Regions from separate parts of the Mus musculus genome. Here regions 1, 2, 4 and 5 are each linked to region 3. A link is a contact called in public HiChIP or PLAC-seq and promoter capture Hi-C data. All regions are on one chromosome and are shown on one strand. Each heading gives the region's core, a stretch centred on a gene start, on an enhancer-like site or on the middle of the called end of the contact. The rest is flanking DNA. Distances are from core to core; before and after follow the strand shown.

The links. Promoter capture Hi-C pulls out the DNA fragments that hold promoters and counts their contacts. HiChIP or PLAC-seq counts read pairs in DNA pulled down with a chosen protein or histone mark.
Region 1: a FOXA1 HiChIP or PLAC-seq map of pancreatic cancer cells shows a contact between it and region 3. The contact joins the promoter of Ngf here to the promoter of Mab21l3 in region 3. A contact is called at or near these places in 2 of 39 promoter capture datasets (hippocampal neurons and pre-B cells) and 1 of 115 datasets of contacts at active chromatin or transcription factors (pancreatic cancer cells).
Region 2: a contact with region 3 is called in a promoter capture Hi-C map of hematopoietic stem and progenitor cells, with 5 times the contacts expected there. The contact joins the promoter of Ptgfrn here to the promoter of Mab21l3 in region 3. A contact is called at or near these places in 7 of 39 promoter capture datasets (the 3T3-L1 cell line, cranial neural crest, hematopoietic stem and progenitor cells and 4 more), 2 of 115 datasets of contacts at active chromatin or transcription factors (embryonic hindbrain and embryonic stem cells) and 1 of 9 other capture datasets (liver).
Region 4: a promoter capture Hi-C map of hippocampal neurons shows a contact between it and region 3, with 5 times the contacts expected there. The contact joins the promoter of Cd2 here to the promoter of Mab21l3 in region 3. A contact is called at or near these places in 14 of 39 promoter capture datasets (the 3T3-L1 cell line, HPC-7-derived erythroid cells, cranial neural crest and 9 more), 1 of 484 Hi-C or Micro-C datasets (cerebral cortex), 1 of 115 datasets of contacts at active chromatin or transcription factors (embryonic midbrain) and 2 of 9 other capture datasets (adipose tissue and macrophages).
Region 5: a promoter capture Hi-C map of embryonic stem cells shows a contact between it and region 3, with 2.6 times the contacts expected there. The contact joins the promoter of Trim45 here to the promoter of Mab21l3 in region 3. A contact is called at or near these places in 1 of 39 promoter capture datasets (embryonic stem cells), 1 of 484 Hi-C or Micro-C datasets (olfactory sensory neurons), 5 of 115 datasets of contacts at active chromatin or transcription factors (double positive thymocytes, embryonic hindbrain, embryonic midbrain and 2 more) and 1 of 9 other capture datasets (liver).

The regions. Positions count from the first base shown.
Region 1 is chr3:102,468,490-102,471,236 of GRCm38.p6, forward strand. Ngf (nerve growth factor) reads left to right here and starts at 1,430. Exons shown (of 3, transcript NM_001112698.2): 1 at 1,430-1,471.
Region 2 is chr3:101,108,813-101,111,543 of GRCm38.p6, forward strand. It overlaps Ptgfrn (prostaglandin F2 receptor negative regulator), which reads right to left and starts at 1,354. Exons shown (of 9, transcript NM_011197.3): 1 at 1,280-1,354. The coding sequence starts at 1,328. Gm52612 reads left to right here and starts at 154. Exons shown (of 1, transcript XM_030252967.1): 1 at 154-2,731. The coding sequence starts at 1,098. The coding sequence ends at 1,739.
Region 3 is chr3:101,834,864-101,837,563 of GRCm38.p6, forward strand. It overlaps Mab21l3 (mab-21-like 3), which reads right to left and starts at 1,360. Exons shown (of 7, transcript NM_172295.4): 1 at 1,058-1,360; 2 at 131-401. The coding sequence starts at 379. It overlaps Gm33381 (a long non-coding RNA gene), which reads left to right. Exons shown (of 3, transcript XR_003954538.1): 3 at 1-556.
Region 4 is chr3:101,286,557-101,289,256 of GRCm38.p6, forward strand. It overlaps Cd2 (CD2 antigen), which reads right to left and starts at 1,383. Exons shown (of 5, transcript NM_013486.2): 1 at 1,269-1,383; 2 at 851-1,159. The coding sequence starts at 1,323.
Region 5 is chr3:100,921,183-100,924,074 of GRCm38.p6, forward strand. Trim45 (tripartite motif-containing 45) reads left to right here and starts at 1,311. Exons shown (of 6, transcript NM_194343.2): 1 at 1,311-2,217. The coding sequence starts at 1,730.

The sequences.
Region 1 (2,747 bases), core at 180-2,679, 630 kb after region 3:
AATGGCATGATGGTAGGTGTGGGGACAAAGTCAAAGTCAAAGGGAAGTTGAAATTCAGAGGACTGGAAATACATCAATAGGTCCTCTCCTTCCCACGTGACCTTCAATGGGGAAAAAGGACCACCTGGGCCTCACTCCATCCCAACTTCATGGAGCATGATTCTTGCCTAGACTAAGGTGTCACCTTCGTACCTTACCTTCCCTCTGTCACTCACTTTCCTGCATCCATTCCTTCCTGTGGCATTCATGAAGGTGGGGGTGGGGCATAGAACATGTCTTTCCGAAGGAAGTAAGTCATTTCACACAAGTGTGTGTGTGTGTGTGTTCATTTCCAAAATCCATAGAATTTTATTACAATTGTTAGTGCACATTTGGTGAAAAAGCTGACTTAGGGCATATTTCTCCCTTGAAGCTGAGGTGTAAACACCATAGAGGAAGGGGAGGTCAAACGGGGAAGACCCCATCAGCTCCTGAATCTATCAGATCCAAGACATTCTGGAGGGCCAACTGAGGACCCCCCACCATAAGTAAGTAGACAAAAGAGGTGAGAGAGAATTGAGGTGAGCCCTGGGGTGGTGCAGAAGGCCTGGCTTTCTCCTGGGTCTGTGTTTACTGACTCCTAAAAACCGACAGAAGCCCTAGGACCCCAGATCTAGAAACACGCAGGGAGCACATACAGACACAGTTCCATCTACAGTTTCCAAGGGACCAGCTCTCCTGGGAGGCCCCTGCAATGCCAGTGCTAAGGCTGGCAGTGGGAGTGGGAGTTGGGGTAATCTGAACACCTAAGGTCCTCTTCCTTTGACCTCAGGCAGATATACCTCTGTCTTGACATTCTAGTTAATTCTGCTTCTGCCTGGTTTCAGAGCAACCCCTGGCACTGGCCAATCCAGGAGTTTCCGGTGTTGTGGGTGTTCTCAGTGTTCCTTCAGCTCTCAGATTTGCAGAGATAGCAACACCTGATATCCTGGCCACCAAAGAAGACTAAGTCACCCCAGGAGGCTAGCAAGGCAGTGAGCCAGGGGAAGAGGTAAAGGGACTCCAACTCAGCCAATCAACTCAGCCCTGCTCAGCCTGTCTGCCCATTGGTGTTTGGAGCCAGCTACCTTGCCTGGTGCCCTAGAAAATCTCTCTCTGCATCTGTGACCTCCCCCCACCATGCATTTTCATCTAAACCAGGGGTTTTGAATTCTTCCCTGACTGGCTTTTCCTGGCTATGTCCCATCAACTCGGGAGCTATCCATCCCTTGTCCCCAGGACCCTTACAACCCGGACCCCTGGGTCTAGTCACAGCAGGTGCGGGCTGGGATTGGAGTTGGCCAGAGAGGGAGGGGTCGGGTGAGTGGGGGGCAGGATTTGGAGAGGGTGTGACGAGCCTGGAGGAGGGGCTAAATACAGTCAGGAAGCCTGTTAAAGAAGCTCTGTGCTCCAGCACGGCAGAGAGCGCCTGGAGCCGGAGGGGAGCGCATCGGTGAGTCAGGCTTCTCTGAGCCGAGCCCCGATACGGGTGCAACGCGGTGCGGCGGACTGGGGTTGCCGGGCTCCCTGGGACGGTGTGCTTGGATCCCTGTCTAGCTAGATCTTTGTGGGCTGAAGCGCACCCTTGAAAGAACTGTCCCGAGTAGATGTAGGAACACGAGATCGTGGGCACGCAAGGGAAGCGAAGGGAGTGAGGGTCTCCCTGGTCGTGAAATTCCCTGTTCCTGGATGACCAGAAGTACCAAAGTCAACACTGGCGCCTGCAGAAGCTGCATTGCCCAGCCTGAGCTCTCAGGCTAGAAGGGGACAGCGCTCAAGAGAGCCTGGAGTGAGGGATGCGCGCGCTGCGAGCGCGCTGGGGTGGCGGAACAGTAGCCCGCGCGCGGTAGAGGGCGAGTGCACAGCACGCCGACTGGGCAGTGCTCACAGACCCAAGAGCGCCTCTCTGCTCCTAGGTAAGAGGACTGTCAGCCAGGGTGATCTAGACTCGGTGTTTGTAGCAGGGTTCAGAGTGTAATATTGTGGGTACCAAGGGTTGATTCTGGAAGCTTGGGTTCCAAGTGCCGAGCACCAGGGTCCTCGGTGGGGCCTGCTGGGCATCCCAAGGCATAGCCTTACTGCTTGGGTCACCCAGTACATTCAGCTGTCTGCTGCCAGGTGTGGCAGAGGCTGGCACCCGGGATTGGGAAGGGCAGCGGTCGCTCTTGGGTTCAGGCAGAGAAGCTGCAGGGGAGGGAGAGAGGATTCTGGGGTCAGGGTGTTGAAACTTGAATCCAATGTAAACATAAGGCGTCTTTAGCACCGTTTGATTACAATGCTCTTGCTTTCCTAAAACTTTCTGAGATTCATAAGGAAGGTGATTTTTGGCTTGACCTTTCTCATCAGGTTTACTTCAGAGAGTCAAGAAGAGCCTGCTTGTTAGGCTGGTTTTTCCAAGTTGTTCCAGACTGGAAATTGTGCAGTTTGAAGGATAATTTATGGGTCTTTCGTGCGTTAAAGTGTATTACTACGAAGTCTTTTGGGTGCTGTGGGTATTAAGGAAAACTCAGTGCACGTTCCCAGCTGCAGACCAAAAATACTGCTCTCCTGGGTGCCTCTGCCCCCATCTATCATGGGAGGCCAATGGAAACCCTGGAGAAAAGCCATTTGATGTATTGCCCCCATCCTCCCAGAGTCCTCTCTGGCAGTACCAGTCTACTCTCCCCATAGGCATGGCCAGCTGAACTTTGCAAACTCAGAACTAGCCACAGAGGTCCCATCCATAACGT
Region 2 (2,731 bases), core at 104-2,603, 730 kb before region 3:
GCTGGAGAATTATGTCTAGGGGAGTTCTTAGAGGGAGTCATTTCCAGAAAACCCCTCGGAGGTGAAGTATCACAGTAGCAGCCAGAAAGGCTAGTTCACAGGCAGCCAGGACTCATGGGGAGCTGGGACAGTAAAGTCCTAATGCCAGCAGAAGGGGAGTGGTGGCAGGAGGTCCCCACGGGGATCCTCACACCATCAGAAGTGCAGTCATTTAGCCCCTGTGCAGCTGAGGCCAGGCTGGGATAGGCAACACACACCACGTGCTCTGGGAAAGCTTGAGATACATCGTCTGCAGGGGCTTGGAAGGGAACCCAGGGCTGGGTCTGGAATTCTGCTTGTCCTAGATGCCACTGGTCACAGGGAACCACGCATATAACCACACTTGGGGATCTGCCTTCCTGAACCAAGGCAGGCATTAAATAAATACATCAAGTGGCTGGTTAAGATCACCCTGTGTATCTATGTGAAGATGGTGTCTGTGTAAGGAGTGAATGGAAAATGGAGGGGGGGGGAGCCCAGGAAAGATTCCTTAGGTGGGTGAGGGGATACTGGGCCAAACCACTGAGAGACACCAAGGGTTTCCAGAGGGTAAAGGAGAAGGGGGCAGTAACGAGGGAAGTAACAGGTAGAAAAGTTGGAAAAGCTGGGCTCTCGGGTCTTTGTGTATAAATCCGAGCCTAGCTAGCTTCAGGAGACGCTGGAAGGCAACACTGAGGCAGATTTGGCTAGATGGCAGGGATGGTACAAGACTGTCACAGTAACGCTGGGCTACCCAGTGACCTTCGTGGAAGGAAGTTGGATTCTCTTGCTTCCCTGGAAAAGCAACTCAGCATGGGCTAGCGAATGAAGAGCGATCCCGACCGGCCTCGGCTATGGCGGGACACAGCAAAGGCTCACATTTCCGCCCAGCCGGGTACGCGGGCCGGGGCCGCCCGCACCTTCCGGGGCCGGGAGTTCAAGGTGAGCCCGGCTCACGGTGGCCAACAGGTAGAGAGCGCTGTGGGAGAACCGGCCACGAGCCACTCCCCCGGCACACGTGAGGACCCGGCTCGGTCAGGCCGGGCGGCTCCGGCTACTGGGAGCGCGGGCCCAGGAGGATGTGCACCGGGCTCAGATCGGCCCCACATCGCTCCCCGCCCGGCCGGCGGCCCGGCGCTCCGGATCCCGGTCTCCCGGGAGCCGCCCCGGGCGCCCCGGGTGCCCCAGGCCCCGAGCGGCAGCCGCGCCCCCCCGGGACCCAGCGCCCCACCGCGCCCCGCCGCGCCCCACGCGCACTCACCCAGCGACAGGAGCGCCAGCAGCAGCGGCCTCGGCGCCGGGCGCCCCATGCTCGGCCGGCGGGAGCGACTCTCCGCCTCCTCCTCCTTCCCCGCCGCCGCTCCTCCTCCTCCTCCTCCAGCTCCGGCTGCTCCAGAGTCGGCTGCTCCGCCGGGCCGCGCGCCTGCTCCGCTCTCCCCGCTGGCCGAGCGAGCCCAGCGCCGGCGCGGACGTGCGCACCTGGCTCGTCGCGGCCCTCCTCCTCCTCCTCTCCCGCCCTCCGCCAGCCGCCGGGCCCCGGAGCCGGCCTCGCCGATCCCAGGGCGCAGCAACCCGGACCGCCTCCCGAAAGCAAAAGGGAAGAGCCGTGGCGTCCGCCCGCCCGCGCCTCCCACCCGGCGCTTTGCCAGCAACAAACACAAACTTTCCCAAGCCCCTCCCCGCTCCAGGTAACGGAGGAGGCGCTGGGGCCACCCGCTTAAAGGGGAGGAGACGCCCGAGCCCACTCAGCCTTCCCCTCGGGCCCCCAGCCCTCGAAAAACTTTCCTCCGACCTTTAAAAGTTGGCCTGGAAGACTTGTCTGGAAACCTCATCTTTTGGGCCCTATCCCGGGACGCCCGGCATTCCTTCGCGGTGGAATCCCCACGAGTGTCTCGCAGCCAGCAACCCACACGTACACCCTCTGGTCTCCAGCTAAGCATGCCACCAGCCACCTGCTTAGCCCTTGCTAAAAATAATTACACAGATAGGAATGAAAGAGCTTCAAAGGCAGTGAATTCCCACCCCCTCATGGTCCAGAGGCCTGATGTGCTTGGGAGAGTTGGCAAGGGACTCTCAGCCAAGCATCAAATTCAACAAGGCTCTCTAACCCACCACCCTGTAGTTGGGTGGGCCTGCCTCCTTCCTGGCCCACCTCCCTCCTCTCCAGGGTCCCTGTGGTACTAATTAGAACAACTTCCAACTAAGGTACCCATAAAAGAAAAGAAAAAAAAGAAAAGAAAAGAAAAGAAAACCCACACCATCTATTATTAGCCGTAGTGCTTCAAATGGTATGTCTGCCGCCTGAGACTATATTCATTGCTTTAAGTGGACACAACTGGGTTTCCATTAAAGACTCTTTTTCCTCCCACAATAGAGTTTTGTGCTTTGGATTTGAATACAAAAGACTCCACAGCTCTGGGGGGAAAATCAGCGTTCCTTGTTTAAAACGTCCCAAGGATGAATCAGACATTCAGAAAGGCTCACTGGTATCCAGTGACCCCCTCCGTCGCCCGGGCCTTTCATTAATATATGTAAAACAAATCACAGATGTTCCTGGGGAAACTGCCTTCTCTGGTGCAGAACATTAAGCTTGTTCTGATTTCCACAAGCGTTTCTCGTTTCTGCCAACTGACATGCGACTGACTGGCCAGGTGTGAACCCTTCCGAAAGAGACTCCTAAAATTGTATTCCCAGCCAGGCGTGGTGACCTCCA
Region 3 (2,700 bases), core at 110-2,609:
TGAGGGTAGCCACCCTGAGTTCCTGAGAACGAGGCATCTATGGCCTCCAGAAGCAGGGGATTCCTTCTGATCAATGGCCATGGGATGGAGAGTTAGAGGGTGTGCCCAGGAGAGGCCAGCCCTGGCTCACCTTGCTCAGCAGGCAATGGTCTAAGTCTCCCTCTGGAAGAGACTTCATGGCTTCTTGGTCAACCCCCAGTATAGCAGCAACCTTCTGCTTTCTTTCCCGATGGAGGACAAATCTGGTGGGTAGCTTTCCCAGCAACGTTACTCTCTGGATAAAACTTCTCTGGAATTGTGAACGTGGACCAGAGACTTGACTTCTTCTTGCCTGCTCACTGCAGTTTTCCTTTCCAGCATGGAAGAATTCATCTGCCATCTTTCAGGGAACTGTAGAAAGACTAAAAAGGAGACGTGATGAAAACGAGTTGGAACTTATCCTGTTTTTTTTTTTTTTTTCTTTATCCTGTTGTCCTGGCACCAGGTGCACCTTGGTGCCCAGTACCTTACATCTCCCCGTCCTTACCTTGTTGACAGTAAATATCCCTTGGCCCTCCACTCCTGAAAATTCTGCAATTGATTTACTTCCTTACCATAAACAAATAAGAAATTGCAAACAAGCCGCCTGGTTTTTCATCATGCCCGGCACAAGGCTTGCCAATCAGATGAGGGCCAGGAGTGACATTTAGAAAAGCCTGAGCTCACAGGGACACTTGTGTATAGAGAGGCAAGCTTACATGCTCGCATAGTCACACACAGACACAGGCACACACACACACACCACATGCATTCACAGAGACACTTGTGTATATAGAGGTAAGCTCACACGCTCACACACTAATACAGACACATACATGAACTCACAGAGACACTTGTGTATACAGAGGCAAGCTTGCCCCCCCCCCTCTCTCTCTCTCTCACACACACACACACACACACACACACACACAGAGAGAGAGAGAGAGAGAGAGAGAGAGAGAGAGAGAGAGAGAGATACAAACAGGTAGATACACGCAGAGAAAAGTAGGGCAGAGAGTCCTGCCTCTCACCTGCTGACCTTAGAATGTGATTTCCCACTTGGACGTTGGCATTCAAAATATACTCAGTATAAACAGGCCCCTTAAGAGTCTAGGACACATCTAGTTTTACCAGTAAAACTCATCCTAGAAAACCGACAATAAGTTCCCAGTCTGACTGGTTGGGCCTAGTTTTACTCCAGGAGGGAAAATATCCCAGCAGCCTTATCTCCCTAAAGCTCGTGAGTATCACCGTCTTTGATCCGAAAGACTGACAGACAACAGAGCTGGCAGTCCAGTTCATGTCTGAGCAAGGCTTTCAAACAGGCAGCTCTCCAAGCCAGCCTCCTCAATGCTCAACCGCAGCCAATCCAGCCCTTCCACTCTCTCCCGCGGCCCCAAATTTGCATATCCTCCCAGACAGCTCCAAGGAGAGCCACATCAGACCCCACCCACCTCCCTCCTCCAGGCGCTGGGGCGGCCTTCTCCAGGCTTCATCTGCCAATCCCAGGTCTTATACCAGTCCTGAAAAACTGAGGATCCACAAAGGTCCCCAGAATCCCCCTCCACGCTGACTGCCTTGACTTTCCACCTGCTTTTCCGTGTCCTGGAAATCCCCTTCTCTTTACGGCACATGCTCTGAAATGGTAAGGGAATCTCTGTCCCTTGACTGCTGTTACTATAGTCATCATTCCGAATCTACCACATCAGCTTTTCACTAGTGAAACAAGAAGCTCTACCCCCTAATCTGCCTTTGGGAATTCTCTTTCCATGTTGCTTTCAACTCTGCTGAAGTCTCCCCACCCCCACACTCACTCCCTTCCCCACACACATACTTTTATTTTCACCCTAACTTCTGCTTTTGCTGGAATCACTACTGCATAGTCCCTGTCCTACGGCAGGGTCTTTCCCAATAACAATAAAGTTGCCCCGGGTTTCTGGAATTAAATGCCCACACCTTCACTATTCTTGCTCTAACACCGTCCCGTCTCAGTCACTCAGTACTACAGATTCAAGTGTTGTATCTGGAAACTTCTCTTGCTCCAAGATGGAAAGATACTTGCCAGGTATGGAGAGGGAATTCTGAATAATTGAACTATAGGAGGAACCCAGAGAAGGAAAGGCACTGTGAACTCAGGGCAGCTGCCTGTAGATGTATTCCCAGGAGAGCCACATCTGAAGATTGGTGTGTTGTGTGAACACAGCTTAGAGTAGCATGGCCTGGTTCCTAGTGCACTGGTAAGGTTCCACAGCACAGGGCTATGGCACAGATGAAGGCTCTGGCAGCTCCTATCAGACAGGCTGAGGAAAACAGGCTTTACCGGCAGACACAGATCTCTAGTTAATGGGACAACAGGTCAGCGAATGTCTGTTGGGTAAGGGTGTGCCTGAAGCACTGTGCCAGGCCACCAAGAGGGACCTAGTTAACTCAGGCTTTCCTCCGTCCTCAGGAAATAGAAATCCTCATTTTTTTTATAACATGCCAGTTTGAAAAATGGAAACCAGCTTTAGCCCAATTCAATCTGTAAGGACCAGGCAGGTGAGATGGCTCAGCAGAGATAAGCATCTGCCACCGAGCCGGAGGACCTGGGTTCGATTTCTCCCCACCTCCCAGGACCCATATGGTAGAAGGAAAGAGTGAACTGCCTCGTGTGTGCATCCACACATACATAGAAATAATAGA
Region 4 (2,700 bases), core at 133-2,632, 550 kb before region 3:
TGTGAAGCTCAGAATGTTTGTGTGCTCCCTGAATGGCTGATCTATTCTGCACAAGGCATTCTCAGCTTTCTCCGCAAGCCAAGGGCAGGCTTTCTCCTCTCACCCATTGGTGTGAGCTGCCAGTTTGTCCCTGGACTTTCAGCTTCGACAGCATCCCAGGCTTCGTTTTCTTCTTTCTCACCCACCCAAGCTTCTTCACTTCCTCCTCACCCCCACACCCGGCATGTTTGCACCCTTCCTCATCTCCCTGGCACCCTTTACTCCAGGCCAATGACTATCAATGACAACTCTTCTCACTAGAAGCTCTTGGAACGCTATAGATCCCACTGGCACACATACTCCATGCTGCCAGGAGCCTGGGCATGAGTCACTTCTTACAGCTCACTTGCTGGTTCTCACCAAGACTAAGACCACCTGCTTGGCTTCGCTTGGATGACAGGAGAGGACTCCTGGTTGGTCTTCTCCTGTTGCTCTTCAGTATCATGCCCTCTCATCATACCCTGGCTTAAACATAGCTCTCCAGACAAGAGGCTCACTGCTCCTAGGCACCCTCTGACATCCTGTCTAGCTACAGCTTCATCGGCCACCAAGGATGTCCATGTCTTTTCTCTGCTAACCTGTCTTCTTTCTGATTAATGCCTGTCTGTCACCTGGGAGTCTTTGTACAACCCCACAGCCACCCAAAGAGAGAATGAAAGGCAGACAGGCTTTAGAGCCACCCTCACCCACTGGAGTCTTCATTGTGGGCCACACAGGTAACATTGGATGGGGATGCTACAGAAAGGCTGCTCCCCAACTTTCTACATAGCAGCCGTCCTAAAATGAAAACCTTTAGGGAATGGAGACTTACCCAGAATCCTCACGTCCAGGTCCTTCTCCAGCCTAGTCATCCCATTTGTGCCATACACCATTACATTATAGGTGCCACTGTCGTTTCTCATCATCGGCTTCTTTATCTTCAGGGATCCGTTTGCTAAGACCTCATACGTTTCTGATATCAAAAAAGGTGGCTTCTTCCTTTTAAACTCTGCGACCAGGGTGCCCCTCCTTACCCATCGCACCTCATCAATATCATCAGTCATTTGAAAGTTGGGGATGTTCAGGGTGATGCCATGACCCAAGACACCCCAGATGGTCTCATTGTCTCTGCAGTCCGCCCCTGTAAAAAAGTAAGATGGTTTCTGAGGTCTCGGGACTACGGAGGATCTCCCTCTTCGCCTCTAATGTCCACTCCAAGGTCTCCGGAAGAGCTCCACGCGAATGCTTACCTTTGCCGGAAAGGCTGAAGAGCAGAAAGAAGCTACCCAGGAATTTACATTTCATCTTTAGAGTTCTTTTCCCAGGGGTGACTCTGAGTTCTTTCTGTCAGGACTGTGGTGAGGCTGGCAGAAGCCACACCCAGCAACCTGAACCACGTGTCTTTCATGCCTGCTGTTCACAGTAGGGGAGGGGGAGGGGGAGAGGGAGAGGTAGAGATGGGGAAGGAGAGAGAGAGAGACAGAGACCCTATCAAAACGACTCATGCATTTGCTGCCCTCCTTAACCGAAATAGGTGTCTGTGTCACATTTTAATCTTTACAAAAACAGCTTAGGGTGTTGGGTTTTAGCACCCCACCAGAGGAAGAAGAGGAACTGGGAGGTCAGTTGCCATAGCTACCCTTTTGTAAACAAGGGCTTAAACATAGCTGGCCACTCAGCTGTGCTGCCTTCAACAGGACCAAGTAGACTCACCGGCAAAAGGTCATAGGAATAGAATTCAGATATGTATATTTGGGAAGGATTGGGAGGCGTGGCCTTGTTGGAGGTGCGTCACTGAGGGTAGGCTTAGAAATCTTTAAAGCCCTTGTGGTCCTGTTAGCTCTCTCTCTCTCTCTCTCTCTCTCTTCCCTCTCCCCTTCCCCACTCTGTCTATCTGTCTGTCTCCTGCTGTGGATAGGAATGTAAAACCCCCCCAGCTACTGCTCCAGCGCTATGCTTCATGCCTGCTGCCATACTCCCGGCCATGCTGGCCATGGACCTGTAAGAGCACAGTAGATTCTTCCTTCTCTAAGTTGCCTTGGTCATGATGGTTTGTCACAGCCATTGAAAAGTGACTGCAACACCCATGAACGCCATGCCTGAAGAGGCCAGAGGAGTCCATCGATCTCCTGGAATTTAAGTTACAGATGGTTGTGAGCTGCCTCGTGGGTGCTGGGAATAAAACCTGGGTCTTCCGGAAGAGCAGCCTGAGCTCTTAAGTACCAAGATATCTCTCTTGTCCTAAGACTATAAAAAAATAGTGAACAGGGATACAAGGACTAATGTCCCTAAAAAGACAACAGAGAGGTCACGTGAGCAAGAGATACAGTGAACATATAGTCTTTTGATTCTTTAGAATTCAGTGAGAAAAGGTCTTCAAAATCACGGTTTTTCCATTTCAGATGCTTAACAACAGCCACAACAGTGCATTTCAGTTGAGTTAAAATATTAATTCCAAGGGGGGAAAAATCCAAGTGAAATAAGACTTAACAGGAAACATAAAAGAATTCCTATTCTTGAGTATGGAAAATCTTCCTATATGTATTGCACAATTCAGAAATAGTAAAGATGGACGTTAGAGGCCACATAAAAATCTAGAATCTATGCATGTACAAAGAGCTATTAAATGTGTGAGAAGTCAAGCCAAGATATTTGCAATGTGTGCAAACTGTTACTATCTAA
Region 5 (2,892 bases), core at 61-2,560, 910 kb before region 3:
GAGTCAGATAATTCTTTTTTTTTCTTTTAATTTCATCTTTTCATAGTTTGGGGCTCTTTCCACCGAAGGCCCATACTTCGTAAAAGCATAGGCTTCGACAGCTATGCCTATACTATGACATCTCTAATAAAGAGGTCCCTGAAACAGTGATGCATGGGTTGAAATCATATATGGAAGACTGTAAAGGAAAACAGTGAGATAGACAGAGGCTTACGCATCTGAAGAATGGGAACAGATAGCAACTACGGAGCCATGCTATTACAATTTTTGGATTCAGAGATCAGTCAGTGCCTTAGACCCCATGTGTAGGAAACAGTCTCCAAATGAATGAATCTGAGACTCTTGGCAAATTCTTTAAGGCGTCAAAGAAATAATTATGCTCAGGGACCAGGTGTGCCCAACTTTTTAACTAGTCGGACCTACAAGGGACTTGTCCCAGTGACATCCTCCACTGCCCCATTGTGACCAACCAGGAGCTCCCCTTGATTGTAAAAACAAATGCCAAACTTGCTCTGTAGGCCACCCCCCGCAACCCTGACAACTTCTGTTACTGTAGAATTCTGGTGAGGTGTGTCTCTCCGGTCTTGGTCTTGAATGATTCAAAGCAGCTTCCACCCGGGAAACTCAGTGGAGCTCCGCGGAGCAGCAGTTCTAAACTTTTCAGTTAAGTTTAGTTCTGGAACCAGACACGGAGGTACCCTTGCCCTGGAAAATGCCAGAAGCTAGCCAGCTGAGAGGGTTCTGGTTCCGAGCACGCTGTACGTAAGAGATTCCAGGGCAGAAAAAATACTTGGAAAACCCAGAAAGGAAACTGACCCGGTGGCCGCTGATTCGCTATAGCCTCTGCAACCGAGAGCCTGCCTACAACTTCCAGAATGCTTCGGGCTACACCTCGGCCGACTGACAGTACCACGCACCAATGGGAGAACCCTATCTGAGTTTGGGGTGGAGCCTCAGCGCAGGCTTTTCAACGATCCAGAGGCCTCTCCGGCGGCAGGAGCTCACATTCGTGACGCCAACCACATTACGCCGCTCACTCCCAGACTCCTCCTCCCGGTTCTGCACGAGGCCCTCCCTTGCTCCCTCTCCTTTCGCCGCGCGAGTGGCCGGCGAGGATGTGGACCTTGCTGAACTTATTGGATGACAGTGATGTCACTCTGGAGGACGACATGGCTCCGAACTGCGAGGCCCGCCCCTTTCGGACGGTGATTGGATTCTTCGGAGAATCCTGGTCTGGGATTGGTGTGAGGCGGGGCGACGGCTCTAGGGCCTCCTAGGCAAACCAGAGAGGCGGCTGCCCCTGGCCCCTCACTCTGGGAGAGCCCGAGGACCCACTACCTCATCGCCCGGAGGGCGCGCTTGTGGCGTGGTGGGGGCGGGAGGGAGGGTGACCTTGGAGGACAAGAAATGCTGGGGTCAGGGTGGTGGTGGCAGAATTAGCTGGGGACTAGCTCTAGAAGCGCTTGCGAGGAGGACGATGTGGGTGATCCAGGAGGGTGTGGCTGTGACTGGTGTGGGATGCAGTGGAAAGGAAGGGCCAAACCACAAATCCGGAGATCTGTGGATGGTTCCTCAGAGGCGTTCTCTTTCTGGTTGTCCTTTTACTTGGCAACACGAGAGTCCTCATGGTCAGTGTTCAAGATCTTGGAACTCTGTCTTTGAGTAAATCTAACCTGCATTAGAGGACTGCGCAGGGCCTTTTGTGATACTGGGTACATACGTGGGGAAGATGTCAGAAATCAGGAAGCCGCTTCTGGGTTTCGTGCACAAACTCCAAGATGCGAACGCGTCTGGAAGCTCAGGCAAGACTCATTGTCCTACATGTCTGAGGCTTTTCAAAGTCCCCAGGCTCTTGCCTTGCTTGCACACAGTGTGCACCACGTGTCTGGAAAAGCTGGATCCATTCTCAGTAGTGGACATCCGTGGGGGTGACTCAGATACAAGCTCTGAGGGGTCAGTATTCCAGGACCCCGAGTTATGTAGCCTGCAGCCACAGATCGGCATCCTCTGTCCGGTATGTGATGCTCAAGTGGACCTGCCCTTGGGTGGAGTGAAGGCTTTAACGGTAGACCACCTGGCCATGAATGATGTGCTGCTGGAGAACCTGCGTGGGGAAGGCCAGGGCCTGGTGTGTGACCTGTGCAGCGACAGAGAAGTAGAGAAGAGGTGTCAGACCTGCAAAGCCAATCTCTGCCACTTCTGCTGCCAGGCTCATAGGTAAAGAGGGAGTACCCCGTTTATTGTGGCGTAAGAGTAGAGTGCAAAGAAAGCAAGACACAGATCCCTTTGGTGAGCAGGTCAAAAAGAAGGCTTTCGCAGACACTGTCAAAGTGCAAAGAACACTGTGCAAACAGATCGCAAGCTCTAGAACGGAGGTTAGCACCGCTGACCTGATAGCTGTAGTAACAAAAGCAGGGCAGGTTTCGGTTTATAGAGCACCTTGAGTTTTCTTCTATCACCAATTGTTTAATCTATTGAAAACGGACCGTGTGCTGGAGAGAGGATTACTGTGCTAGCATACACCCTGCGCTTGATCTCATCTGATCATTGTAACTCTTACCGAAAGGTGGGTGCTACTTCACCCCTCTTTAGTAAATGAGGAGATGGAAGCCCAGCAGTGGTTTGTGTTTCGCCCAAGTCCCACAGCTGGTAATCATGTAACTGAACCGAATCCTCAGTTCAGACCTAGTTCCTTCTTCTTTGCTCTTTTTACTAAACAGGTCACCTCAGTGTAGGTGTCCATTGACTGTGCCTTAACTCAGACCTCTGACCTGGACAGCAGGCTGGTAATTGGGGTGTTTTGCCTTTTATCACAGTCACGGAATAGCTTGTTAGATGCTAGTCTTTGTCCCATTTTCTCTTCCATCCCACTCTAGTGCATCAGAATACAAA